Linked DNA regions of Zea mays: regions 2 and 3 are each linked to region 1. The links are chromatin contacts, called in public Hi-C maps. All regions are on one chromosome and are shown on one strand. The core of a region is the stretch at or near the end of the contact, and the rest is flanking DNA. Distances in the headings are between cores, read along the strand shown. Region 1 holds the start of LOC103635871 (protein IQ-DOMAIN 14). Region 2 holds the start of LOC103635867. Region 3 holds the start of LOC100217045.

What was found. Hi-C and Micro-C count contacts between places; a contact is called where the count stands out from the background.
Region 2: a Hi-C map of endosperm shows a contact between it and region 1, with 3 times the contacts expected there. The contact joins the promoter of LOC103635867 here to the promoter of LOC103635871 in region 1. A contact is called at or near these places in 2 of 25 Hi-C or Micro-C datasets (ear and endosperm).
Region 3: a contact with region 1 is called in a Hi-C map of ear, with 2.0 times the contacts expected there. The contact joins the promoter of LOC100217045 here to the promoter of LOC103635871 in region 1. A contact is called at or near these places in 3 of 25 Hi-C or Micro-C datasets (ear, leaf and tassel).

What each region holds. Positions count from the first base shown.
Region 1 is chr8:127,815,415-127,819,118 of Zm-B73-REFERENCE-NAM-5.0, forward strand. LOC103635871 (protein IQ-DOMAIN 14) reads right to left here and starts at 2,129. Exons shown (of 3, transcript NM_001362606.1): 1 at 1,272-2,129; 2 at 623-772; 3 at 1-512. The coding sequence starts at 1,550.
Region 2 is chr8:127,612,400-127,616,103 of Zm-B73-REFERENCE-NAM-5.0, forward strand. LOC103635867 reads left to right here and starts at 1,798. Exons shown (of 1, transcript NM_001362851.1): 1 at 1,798-2,824. The coding sequence starts at 1,906. The coding sequence ends at 2,664.
Region 3 is chr8:127,667,496-127,671,199 of Zm-B73-REFERENCE-NAM-5.0, forward strand. It overlaps LOC100217045, which reads right to left and starts at 2,068. Exons shown (of 7, transcript NM_001143417.1): 1 at 1,915-2,068; 2 at 1,617-1,817. It overlaps LOC118473137, which reads right to left and starts at 2,105. Exons shown (of 3, transcript XM_035961798.1): 1 at 1,936-2,105; 2 at 1,617-1,805. The coding sequence starts at 2,052.

The sequences.
Region 1 (3,704 bases), core at 879-3,378:
TCGCTCAGCTCCGAGCCCTCCACCTCCACGCGGCTGGCCTCGGAGCTCTGGAAGCTGAAGCTGTCCTGCTGCTTCCTCGGCCCGCTCGCGCTGCGGCCAACGCTGGGCCTCGTCGCCTGCTCTCGCCCTGCGTGCTGCCTGGGCGCGCTCTGCAACCGGGCGCGCGCCGTGGACGAGGCCGTGTCCGCCATGTACCGCGGGCTGCTCCCGGCGTCCCGGCACGCGGCCGCGCGCGGCTTCGCCGGGGAGCCGAGGTACCCCGGGAACGCGCCGAGGCGGGGCGTGTTGTGCGTCGTCTTCGGGTGCGCAGGCTCGACCTGCTCTGGCCCCTGCAGGAGGCACCACGCCGGCTCGTGGAAGTAGCGGCTCGTCGTGATCCGGGACGACCGGCAGCGGAGCTGGCACGTGTCCATCTCCACGATCCTCGGGCTGCGGTCGTCCCCGCCGTCGGACAGCCGCCGCCGGTGCGCCGCGGGCAGGGCCAGTGGCTTCACCCGCGCGGCGATCCGCTCCTTTGAGCGCAAGCGCAAACAAGTAGTATGTTTCAAACGGAGTCAGATATAAACAAACAAATCCGTTTTCATTCATGCTTTAAAATGTGACTGGTATTAGTAGCCCTCACTTGTTCGACGGATCTCCGGGATGACGCCTGGAGCCTCATGAGCGCCTGCAGCCTGCGCAGCGTCATGGCGGTCCGCTTCCTCGCCAGGTACCCACGCACCAGAGCCTGCAGCTTCACCAGCGACCTGAGAGCGCGGAGCGCCTTCCGAGCCTGCGTTGCACGAAAAAATTCAAAAAAAAAAAAATTTAACGCTGCAGGTCGCATCGGAAACCGAAAAGAATTGGGCTGGGATGAGTGACGGCTAGGTGCGTCACGCCGCGCAGTTCACGAAGCACACTCTAGCAATAAACAAAAATATCGGCGGAATAATAATCTATTCTATAGTAGTAGGGATTAATTAAACAAACGAAACGAGTCGACTCGGCGGAGAGGAACAGCAGCAGCGACCAGCCATGGATCGAGGGCAGTGAGTGAGGTCAAATCTCCTGTCCAATGCGAACGCAGAAGAATCTGCCAAGTTCATGCCCACTTACTTGTTCACTCATCCGTTCGTTTCTTGGACCGACAGAAAGCAAACGAATGGCCAAACCCACTAAACCTTCGTTCGGTTGAGCAGTGCATTTTTTTGTGAAGGAAACAAAAATGCACTGCGGTAATGAATCACCACCAACACAAGGAAAGAACGAAGGCGTTTCGGCTACCAACTTACCAAGTATCCTCTGAAGGCCTTCTGGATGACGACGGCGGCGGCGGCCACGCGCTCCTGGCCGCAGCTGCACGGGCGCACCTGCGACAGCTCCCCGGCGGCGACGGAGGGCCGCCGGGCGCCGCCGTCAGCCACGCTGTTCCTCGGCTTGGCGAAGCTCCACCGCCTCTTCTCCGCGGGCGGCAAGGCGGCGCACGCGGCGTTTTGCGCCTTGCGATCCCTGTCCCCTTGGTGCTTGCTGCCGGCGAGCACCTTCTTGAGCCACCTCATCGCGCGGCCCATGGCGTGGTTTTCGTAGAGCTGCACTGCTTCAGGAACGGCTGCGATGCAAGCGTTGGGTTGGGCAGGGCAGGGCTACAGAGCCCTACTACAAGCTACAGCTACAGCGTGGGAATGGGAACTCGCGGAGATCAGCTCGGGATTTCCTGAAAGCTAACACACGGTGCCGGTGCCGGTGCCGTGCGGATGCAGAGGACCGGAAGCCCCTTGGTCGAAGCAAAAAGGGCTGCAGCTTTATGGAAACAGGATTTTTGAAACGAAAGGGTCTGGCTTGCAATCTGAGATACAATACAAGGGCAGGAACACACAGGCCGACGAGGAACTTGGAACTTTAGGAACAGAGCGAGAAAAGAAGCTTCACTAACTAGTTCACCGGAAGGAAAAAAGGGCAGAAGCTTTTTCCAGAGGCCTGCGGGCCAAGAAGCATGGGGAGTGAACAGAACAGAGAGAGGCCAAAAGGGCAGGAAAGGTCTCGGCGCAGAGGCAGGCAGAGTTTAAAGTAGAAGCGTAGCGCCAAGGGAGAGGAGGAGGAGGAGTGGGTAGTAGTGGCAGCAGGGAACCACAGAGAGGGGCAGTGCTCAGGGCAGCAGGAGACGCCGTGAGAGGAACGGAATAGTAGTACTAGTAGTAGTGGTAGGGAAGGGGGGAAAAGGCTGGTGACCGGTGGGGAAGAAAGCCCTTTTCACGAGCCAACGACCTTCGATCCGACCGATCGAGACGAGCAGAGGAAACCCACTGTAGCAGCCAGCAAGGCAACAAGGCTAGCAGCCGCCCGGGACCGGAACAGAACAGAACAGGGCTCAAAACACGCGCGGCACGAGGCGGCTGGACGAACCAGCAATCATTCGCACCTCAAAAGCCTCGTCCCCGCGAGGCGCGCGGCTTTTGGCGGCTGGCTGGCTGGCTGGATGGCGCGGCCGCGTCCGGCCAAGAGCCCGCGCCAAGATCCGATCCGCCCGGCAAATGAAATGGTTTTTTTTCTTTCTGGGAGGCCACGACGCCGATCGAATGAAATCCGGCACAGGCACCTTTCTCTCCGGTATCGGCTCCGGTCCGGTCGCCGGAGCAGGAGCAGGAGGCACTGTTCTGATCCGCGTCACGGCAGCTTCGTTCTTCCTCCTCAGTCGCCCCTGCCGCTTTCGGTTTCGCTTCTCAGTTCTCGCCGGTGACAGACAGGGACGGACATTTCACTCGGCATCCATGGCAGCAGCAGAAGCAGTTCGCCATGAACTGAAGAAGGCGCGATAAAAAAGGCTAGTACGGGCAGGCAGTACGTACGGAGCCCCGAATTGATCGATTGATCCTACGGCTAGCCGAGCCGAGAGCCAAAAGCGATAGCGGCATCACGGTAGAGACAGAGTAATGTGGGATTCGAGGACAAGAACTGAAGAAGGCAAGGCGCGATCAAAAAGGGCTAGTACGGGCGATCCATCTGTGGCTAATGCTAGCTAGTACGAGATCTCTGCCCCGTCCGTGCCGTGCTGCGGGCCATAAAGGAAGGCCGAGGCAGGCAGGCAGGCAGGCCGAACGCTGATCCGGTCTTGCATTGCTCCTGCCTGTGCCTGGTCCCGCTTGCTTCGATTTCGATTTCGATTCCTTCCATCGGTTCTGCACTGCACAGACTCCCGCTGACGGACAGCTGCCGCTCGCTCTCCTGTCCTGTGGCCCCGGTCCCGTTGCTGCGTTGTGTTCTCGGCTCGGTTGAAGCAGAAATGGAGTGCTAGAGCTAGACCTGCCGCGACTGTTGGGACATTTGGAGTGCGCCGCGTTCAGTTTCGTCAACCCGGGACCTGACAAGCGCAGCTCCGGGAGGCCACCCTGCACCGGGCAGGCTATCCATTTCCGTTATGAAAGCGCAGTGCTGCAGCGGCACTGCTGCAGTGCAGACGTGCGCTGCTGCTGCTGCATCGGTGGCGCGCCGCATGAAGGAACGAACCAGTGCACAATAGGCTGAGCCGGGCTAAACTGCATAAACGTGTTTCAACAACTATCTTATTTAAAGAATATTTATCTAACATAATAAATAAAAAGCTGTAACAATATATGTGTGAGCATCTAATCGAAGGAACAATGCGTGGTGTGGGTGTGCGGCGTGTAGCCCTGGCCCTGCGCAGCGCGCACGGTGTGGGCCTGTGGCTGCGGCTGCAGCCTGCAGCC
Region 2 (3,704 bases), core at 548-3,047, 200 kb before region 1:
CCACAGCCCTGTATCTTGTGTGTGTACGCTTGATTTGGGCCTATGATTAAGGGTCCGTTCGTTTGTAACGGTTTCAATCCTAGCCTGAACCCTTCCAGGGCAAGGATCAAGTGAATTCAGTTGGTTCACTGAAACCTGGTCACCAGTGAAATTCAGACATGAACGAAAATTGTAGAACATATGATGGTTGTTTGTTTCAAGCAGGAATAGAAACACTTGTTTCACAACAAAACTGATATTATCTCGTGACGTGTAGTTGTCTCGCCTCGCCAAGATTCGATTCGGAGGGGCACGCGACCGGGATTGGTACCGAGCCTGCGAGGGAAGGAGAAACTCTGAACCGAAGCAGATTCGTTTTTAATTCGGATCGAAACAAACAGTAAGAAATGGAACGACCCAAGTACAAATCGGGCCGATTGTTTCCATCTGGAATGAGGCTTGGAACAGACTGAACCGCCAGAAACGAACACGCCGCCCTAAGTTGGTAGAAGACTCAACAGAAACTCTTCCACGGAGAGCCTAACCTTATCAGAATCTTTATTCACTTGCAAACTAACCCGTGACAAAATATGATTGAGGGCATATTTGTAAAGACGAGCACCAAAAAACTAGAGCAGGAGCATCTAAATTAGGTTGATTAGGAAACCTTATGGTGAAAACCTAGACTCTAGTACTTGGAACAAAGAAATGAGTGGGGGCATGTGCCCTCACTCGGTCCTACTTATTGATTACAGTAACAAGACACCGGACAAATTGAAGTGTGGCTGGACATGTTTGGTTGAGACTTTACCTTATGCAAGTTTGACCAATTTGACAAGTGTTTAGTTCACAACTGAACTTTTGCAATATTATTGTAGATTCCATATATCATAGAGTAAAAAGGTATGGTAAAATTCTTTTAGAGCTAGTTTGAGAAACCCATTTTTCCAAGGGATTAATATTTTTTCAAGGAAAATTAATTCATTTTCCTTGGGAAAATAGGGTTCCAAACTAGCTCTTAGTCATAGCAAATAAATGTGGCTCCAAATTTTCTACCACACTTCTATGACCTGGCAGACTTACCTATTTTGAGTCGTGGTAAATTGTAGCTAGAACCAAACACGCTGAAAATTCTGCCCAACAGACAGGTCTGTGTAATCTCTTGCTGATCAGTCACTCACTTGGTCATCACCCCGGCGGGCACCTGTCGCCGTTATGGGTCTAGATCCAGACAGACTTCAATGAGCCAAGCAAATATCTGGCTGAAGCTTACACTCCCCAGGAAAAAAAAACAGTATCCAAATTGTGGAGCCATACACGCAATGCATGTTTTACATGCCTGGATTTAGGAGTAGACATTTGTAGAGTTAGTTGCACACAACTTTCAGCAAGAATCTGAGTCGTTATTGCTTAACAAACTGTATCGAGTATGACAGAAACTTCGAGCTGTACTGTGCATGAGCAATATACTTGGGGAAGCGAAGAGTATTTTTGTAATCGTGTTTTTATTACATCAAAATTGATTCAGGGTTTTGTTGAATCCTGAGGGAGTGTAGGCTCGTATGATTAGGGATGGAGGCTACCACGTTGACGGGAAGATCAGTCGGGGCTGCACAAATCGAGCCTGCTGCACTTCTGCCTGGAAGAAGAAAATGCTTGTTGAGCAGAGAATTAACTTTTTAAAATGGCAACAAAGAAGGTGGCGGATGTGGCGCACGAGCGCCGTATAACAATTTGAAACGGCCACCGTTAATGTCGCCTCCTGCTGCCTTTAAATACCTTTCCCTCCCACCTCCTCTCCAGTCATTCGTTCCATCCCTTCACCACACACACACCGTCGATTCCTGGGCGACAAGGCCACACACGATCGCCGGCAGTTTCCGAAACGAGAAAAAGGAAGAAACAGGAGGCGAGAGATCGAGATCGATGAGCAGCGGTCAGTCGTCGCCAACGGAGGCAAGCGGTGGACCGCCATGCCCCTCCAAGAAGCTGTGGCGCGGGGTGCAAGCCGTCTACCTCGTCCTCGTCAAGAAGCACCAGCCGAAGCTCGCGGCGCTCGGCGTCCACATGCACCGCCTCCTCTCCAGCAGCAAGCGCCGCCGCCGCCTCGCCGCGCGGGGGCGGGAGCAGAACCCGGCGCTGACGTACATGTCGTGCCGGTCCATGGACCCCGCTGCCGCGGTGGTGCACCCGTATCCGCACGGCCACGGCCGCGCGTCGTCGAGGCTCGCGGCCCCGTCGTCCCTGTCGTGCCGGTCCTTGGACCCCGCCGCCGCCGTGCGCAGCAAGTACCAGTACCGTCCCCGCGAGGTGGAGTTCAGCTGCAAGAGCACGCCGATGCACACGCGCCGGCGCCGCCTGCGCCTGCATCAGAGCCGCGGCCACCCGTCGGAGCCGGAGCCGGAGCCGGAGCGGCACGTCTCGGCCGCGGCGGTGACGAGGCTGTTCGCGCTCATGGACGACGTCGAGGTCGAGGAGGCGGCGGACGGCGATCTGGGGCTGGGCCTGGACGCCCCGGCGCCGCGTCAGGTGCGGATCACGGACTCGCCGTACCTGGCGAGGGAGGAGGACAATAACGAGGAATTGAGGAGCGCGGTGGACAGGCGCGCCGGCGAGTTCATCATGTGGTTCCACGAGCAGCTGCGGACGCAGCAGCAGCACGGGCAGCTGGGTCAGATAAGGTAGGGGCGCAGAAGAGAAGCAGTGCCATTGCCGCCTCTAGTCTAGTCTTATGGTTTTGTTGTGATTGTGATTATTAGTCATGTATGCATGGATTACGTGTATTAGATAAGGGTACATTCCTTGGAGGAGATGCGAACATTTTCATACGGCAGTAGTACTTTTTTTTTCCTTTCATGTATATGAATTGCAGTGCTTGATTTTTTTTATTTATTTTTTGCTACCTTCAAGATCGACTTGAACAATAATGAACACAACACTCGTTGCATTGGACTTGTTTGTCATTCTTTCAGTTTTTCTTATTAGGACTTGCTACTTGGGTTCTACGTTTCCATGCATATATATATAGGTGAGGGCTAAATGTGTGCTGAAATAAACGCATTTTATTTGTGTTTAGGATTGCCGGCCCGATGGAGGAGTTGAGTGGGCTCGGTTTGGTTCCGGTGTTGTGGAAGAAAACCGCAGTTTTAATTTGCAGTCAATTTTGTCGCCTATAAATAATGCTGGTGTTGCAGAGGAAGCCGCGTGCATGCTTTCCTGAATGAAATTTGCATTGCACTGGAATTTGTGTCGGCTTCAGGGTAACCCACGTACGTTGGTACGACACATAAACAACAGCAAGTGAACAAGGCACTGCCTCCGTTGATCATTTCCGATCTGCGATCCCTAGCTAGCATTTGAGCACCAACCAAGTGAGGAAATAATTGAGCAGGTTTGGAGAAAGAAATTCAGGGCTTTGGAGAGGAAGAATTTGCACGATATTTGGCCCAAGTCGTGAACCAGCACACGTCGCGTCAACCATCGTTGTCGCTACCTATCGCCAGCATCATTCATTTCGTTGCAGAGACGCGCCACCAGGCACAGTTCAACCTTGGCTGCCTCCCAGTCCCAGGAGTTGATGAGCGGAAAGGGATCGGCACAACTGGATACCGCGCAAGCTAGGACGCGTTGCTCTCGGCACGCGCTGGGCCGGAACGCGGTCTCGGACGCAAAAGCGAACGGCTAGACAGACACGACACGACCCGACCCGACCCAAACCCGGGATG
Region 3 (3,704 bases), core at 818-3,317, 150 kb before region 1:
GACAATGAAGGTTGAAATGAACGGACAAAATTGTCTGAATGCAAACTATGAAGTTGAAATCGACCTTGGATGATAAATCTTTTTATAAAAAAACAATAAAGATGTTTTCCCTATACAACCCGACAGTGATATCGCTTTTCCTTTATCAATGGAACATTCTCATGGCAACATTCTTATAATAGTGTGCCAACCTCATCATACAATAGGTAATGCAATATATCGGTCGAAATTGAATGAGCAAACTATAGTAGTTTAGTATTCTTTGTGTTTTTATTACTTACATAGCTTTTGCTATGTACCTAGATATACGCTATGTCTAAATACATCATAAAAGCTATGTATCTTAAAAAGCCAAAACGACTTACTGTTTATAATGGAGGGAGTAGTTATATACATACATTCACACTAAAGATTTGAAAAGTGTAACATCCATCTGCTGTGTTTCTAAAAAAGCAGCAGCAAAACCATTATGATACATGCTTACACCAATGCTTTGTATTTACACCTAGAAATAGATGAAAATTAGTAGCTTGATTTAGAGTATGTAACATGTCATTTATGGTGTGGCCTGATATGAAACGTATGATTAATCATAATAAATGTGATAAAGACTCATGGTCATCATACTGAAATATTGACACCATGTGGTAAACCGGTAATTGCTGCTGCCTATTGTATGTTGAAATAATAATCTGTCGACTATTCACCCCTTGAAATAGTGCTCAGTTTTTCTTTTGTTCATTTCAACTTTCTGAAAATTGTAAGAGAATGGTTTACTTGGATGGCTTTATTGAAGTGTTAAGTGTTACACACTTCATATAAGATTTTACTTGTTGCACCCATTGAGCAGGATAGCCTACCCTAACTTGCTTGGGACTAAAAGGTTTTTTTTTTGTTGCATCCAATGAGCAGGATATCATAGATGCTGGACCACTGTCATATGATGAGATTCTCTGACCGTGGCCTGAAGCACCATAGACATGGCATACATATCCTCATGTGTACGTGTAACGAGTAAGTCTATCACTCTATCTATAGCAAATTAGCAATGGCTTCTACCAGCAGCATGCCCTTCATAGCAGGTTCATAACCACAAATGCAACTTTCTGTAGCTTAAACAACATCACTTAGTGCGATTGTGTGACATAAGATTTTTACAGTTGAAGATTGGATTGGCACCACACTCTAATATGGAAAAAATTTCCAATCTATTTTGCCTTTGGGAGATCCTTGTTTTTTTCGTATATATTGTTGAATTGCCTTTTGAGACTAAGATTTCAATCCTAAAGCCTAATTGAATCTGCAGCCATACTAAGAAATGGTGTATGTTCCGCAGACAAGTAGTATTGTATCATGCAATTGTATCGCTTAGTAAGAACTCAGACCGTCCATGTCCAAGCATCACCAAAAGGAGCTGCATAGCACACGACACAAGTTGAGAATCTATTCAGCGATGCACGTGACGTGCTTCTAGTGGCATTGAAAGGCTACCTCGATGGTCTATTTAACTGGAAAAAAAATGCAAAATGAATTCATCAACAAAATGCAAACGAATACCCAAGTTGGGCAATCTTGTCGTGTTGGTATTGACAGTGTGTGTCGAGTGAATACACTACCTCTTTAGATATCTTGATTCCTTGGTTGATGTGAAGGCACACAGCACATTCTCTCCAGTGGCATCCATATTTGGGGGCAAAGCGGCAGCGATGGCTACACTGTACAGGCAACACAAGATTCTTGGACCGGGGCCTCCAGTAACCTCCATAATTGACTGGTCCCCAAACTCCGAGCAATACGTCCGTCACCTGCTCAGTTTACTGTAGATCAGCGTGGACGCAAATGCAACTTAGCACTGGAATCTCGAAGAAATAATCACACAAATGCTCGGGGGGGGGGGGGGGGGGGGGTGATTACACACGGTTGAAGTTGAACTACCACAAATCCGGAGCACGGGTGAGAATGGCCGTCTCCCTTCCAGGAGAGGGGAAGGCGAAGCGCGCGTAGGAGTGAAGGCTTGAGAAGTTGGGCCGCCGGCGAGTGGACGCCGCGCATGGGACTGCGCCGCAGCGGATGGACACTGTGGCGGAGCCGCGGAGGACAGCTAGGCCGCGATTTGTTTTACTGAGAGGGGGCGGGCCACAGAATCGGGCTGCCAGGATAGGACGAGTGATGATTGGGCCGTGAAGACGTGGGCCTGATGAAAGAATAAAAGTAAAACCTATAGGAAATTTGGTTTGAAAAATTATAAAGAAATTTTATTTAGTTAAATTAGCAATGACTTAACTAAGAAACGAGATATTTTATAAATTATATATTTTTACATCTTATTAAGTTATTTGCAATTTAATTATACTATTTTTTACAACTTTATGAAATTGATTTTCTAGGTGTGCTGCTTTTTATCTTGGTTTGATTAATTTTATTATGTGAAGAATAAATTTTAAATATGTTTTTCTACTATATTTTACAATGATAAGATTCAAAAACTAATTTTAAGTTTAGATGACCATTGCCGACACCCGTTTGGATCCATATCAGTATATATTTAGTATGTCATCAGCATGACGTCAGATCCGTTTGTCCAGAGGATCAATGTGACACATCTTGACAAGTATAAAAATAGTGCACTTTGTCAGTATATGGACGGTACGGCATACCTTTAACAAGGACTAAAATAATGCAGTTTATGATTAGGCGACATGAGGTACCTGTTTAAGTTGCGGACCGGTAGTGCGCGTACTCATTTTTTTCACGTGAACTTTGTATTGATTCACTTAGCTTTAATTCGTATCGATTCTACTGATTCTACAATATTTTATCTCTTTGCGGTAATCTGAATAACTAGTTTTAATCTAAAGCGAACAATTTTGGAAACTAAGTGTAGTCAAAATCATGTATGAGTGTGATAGATTTTTTTGTTAGTTCATTACGATGGCGTCCTCAAACTTCACCGTGATCATGACTAAACAACCTAGAACATCATACAGGCGAGTGTGGATCTACTAGTAGGCAAGCACGACCTTGGCCATAGATCCATTCGAAGAAAGAAGATGAGGTAGACACACAAAGTCTGCTTGTCATTGAGATAAATGACAATAGTTTTTTTAAAAGACACTGATGTTAAATTAAACGGATTTCAACTTCCACATAGCTCATAACTTACCATTATTTTTCTATAACCTACAACTCATATCCCACAACCACTTTTTTCAAAGACCACAACTCACCCAAATACACTCTCAGGGACTGTCAGATTCTATGAGCTAAAATAAAAGTGACTACAATTTAGTCCCTTTGGAGCTAAAGATCCAAACAAGGATAGTTAAAAGTAACTAAATTGATACATTTTTACTATTTTAGTCACTTTTAGTTCTTTTTGTTTAGATCGTTAGCTTCTAAGTGTCTAAACTTTAATTACTTTTGTTTTAGCTCCTAGGGTCCAAACGAACCATTAATACTTATCGTGTTGGGCTCCATATTGCAGGACTGGATGATAACGAGGCTCAACTCATCTCCTATAACTGCCCAAGTGGGAATTGCTATGAGTACCAAGCATTTGCTATCAATTCTCGTTCTCAGGAAGGGATGGCAACGAGTTTATACCCATTGGGTATTACCATTCCATACCCATACCCATCCATAAAAATTATATCCGTCAGATTACTCATATATGTACACGAGTATGGAATCTTACCCATACCTAT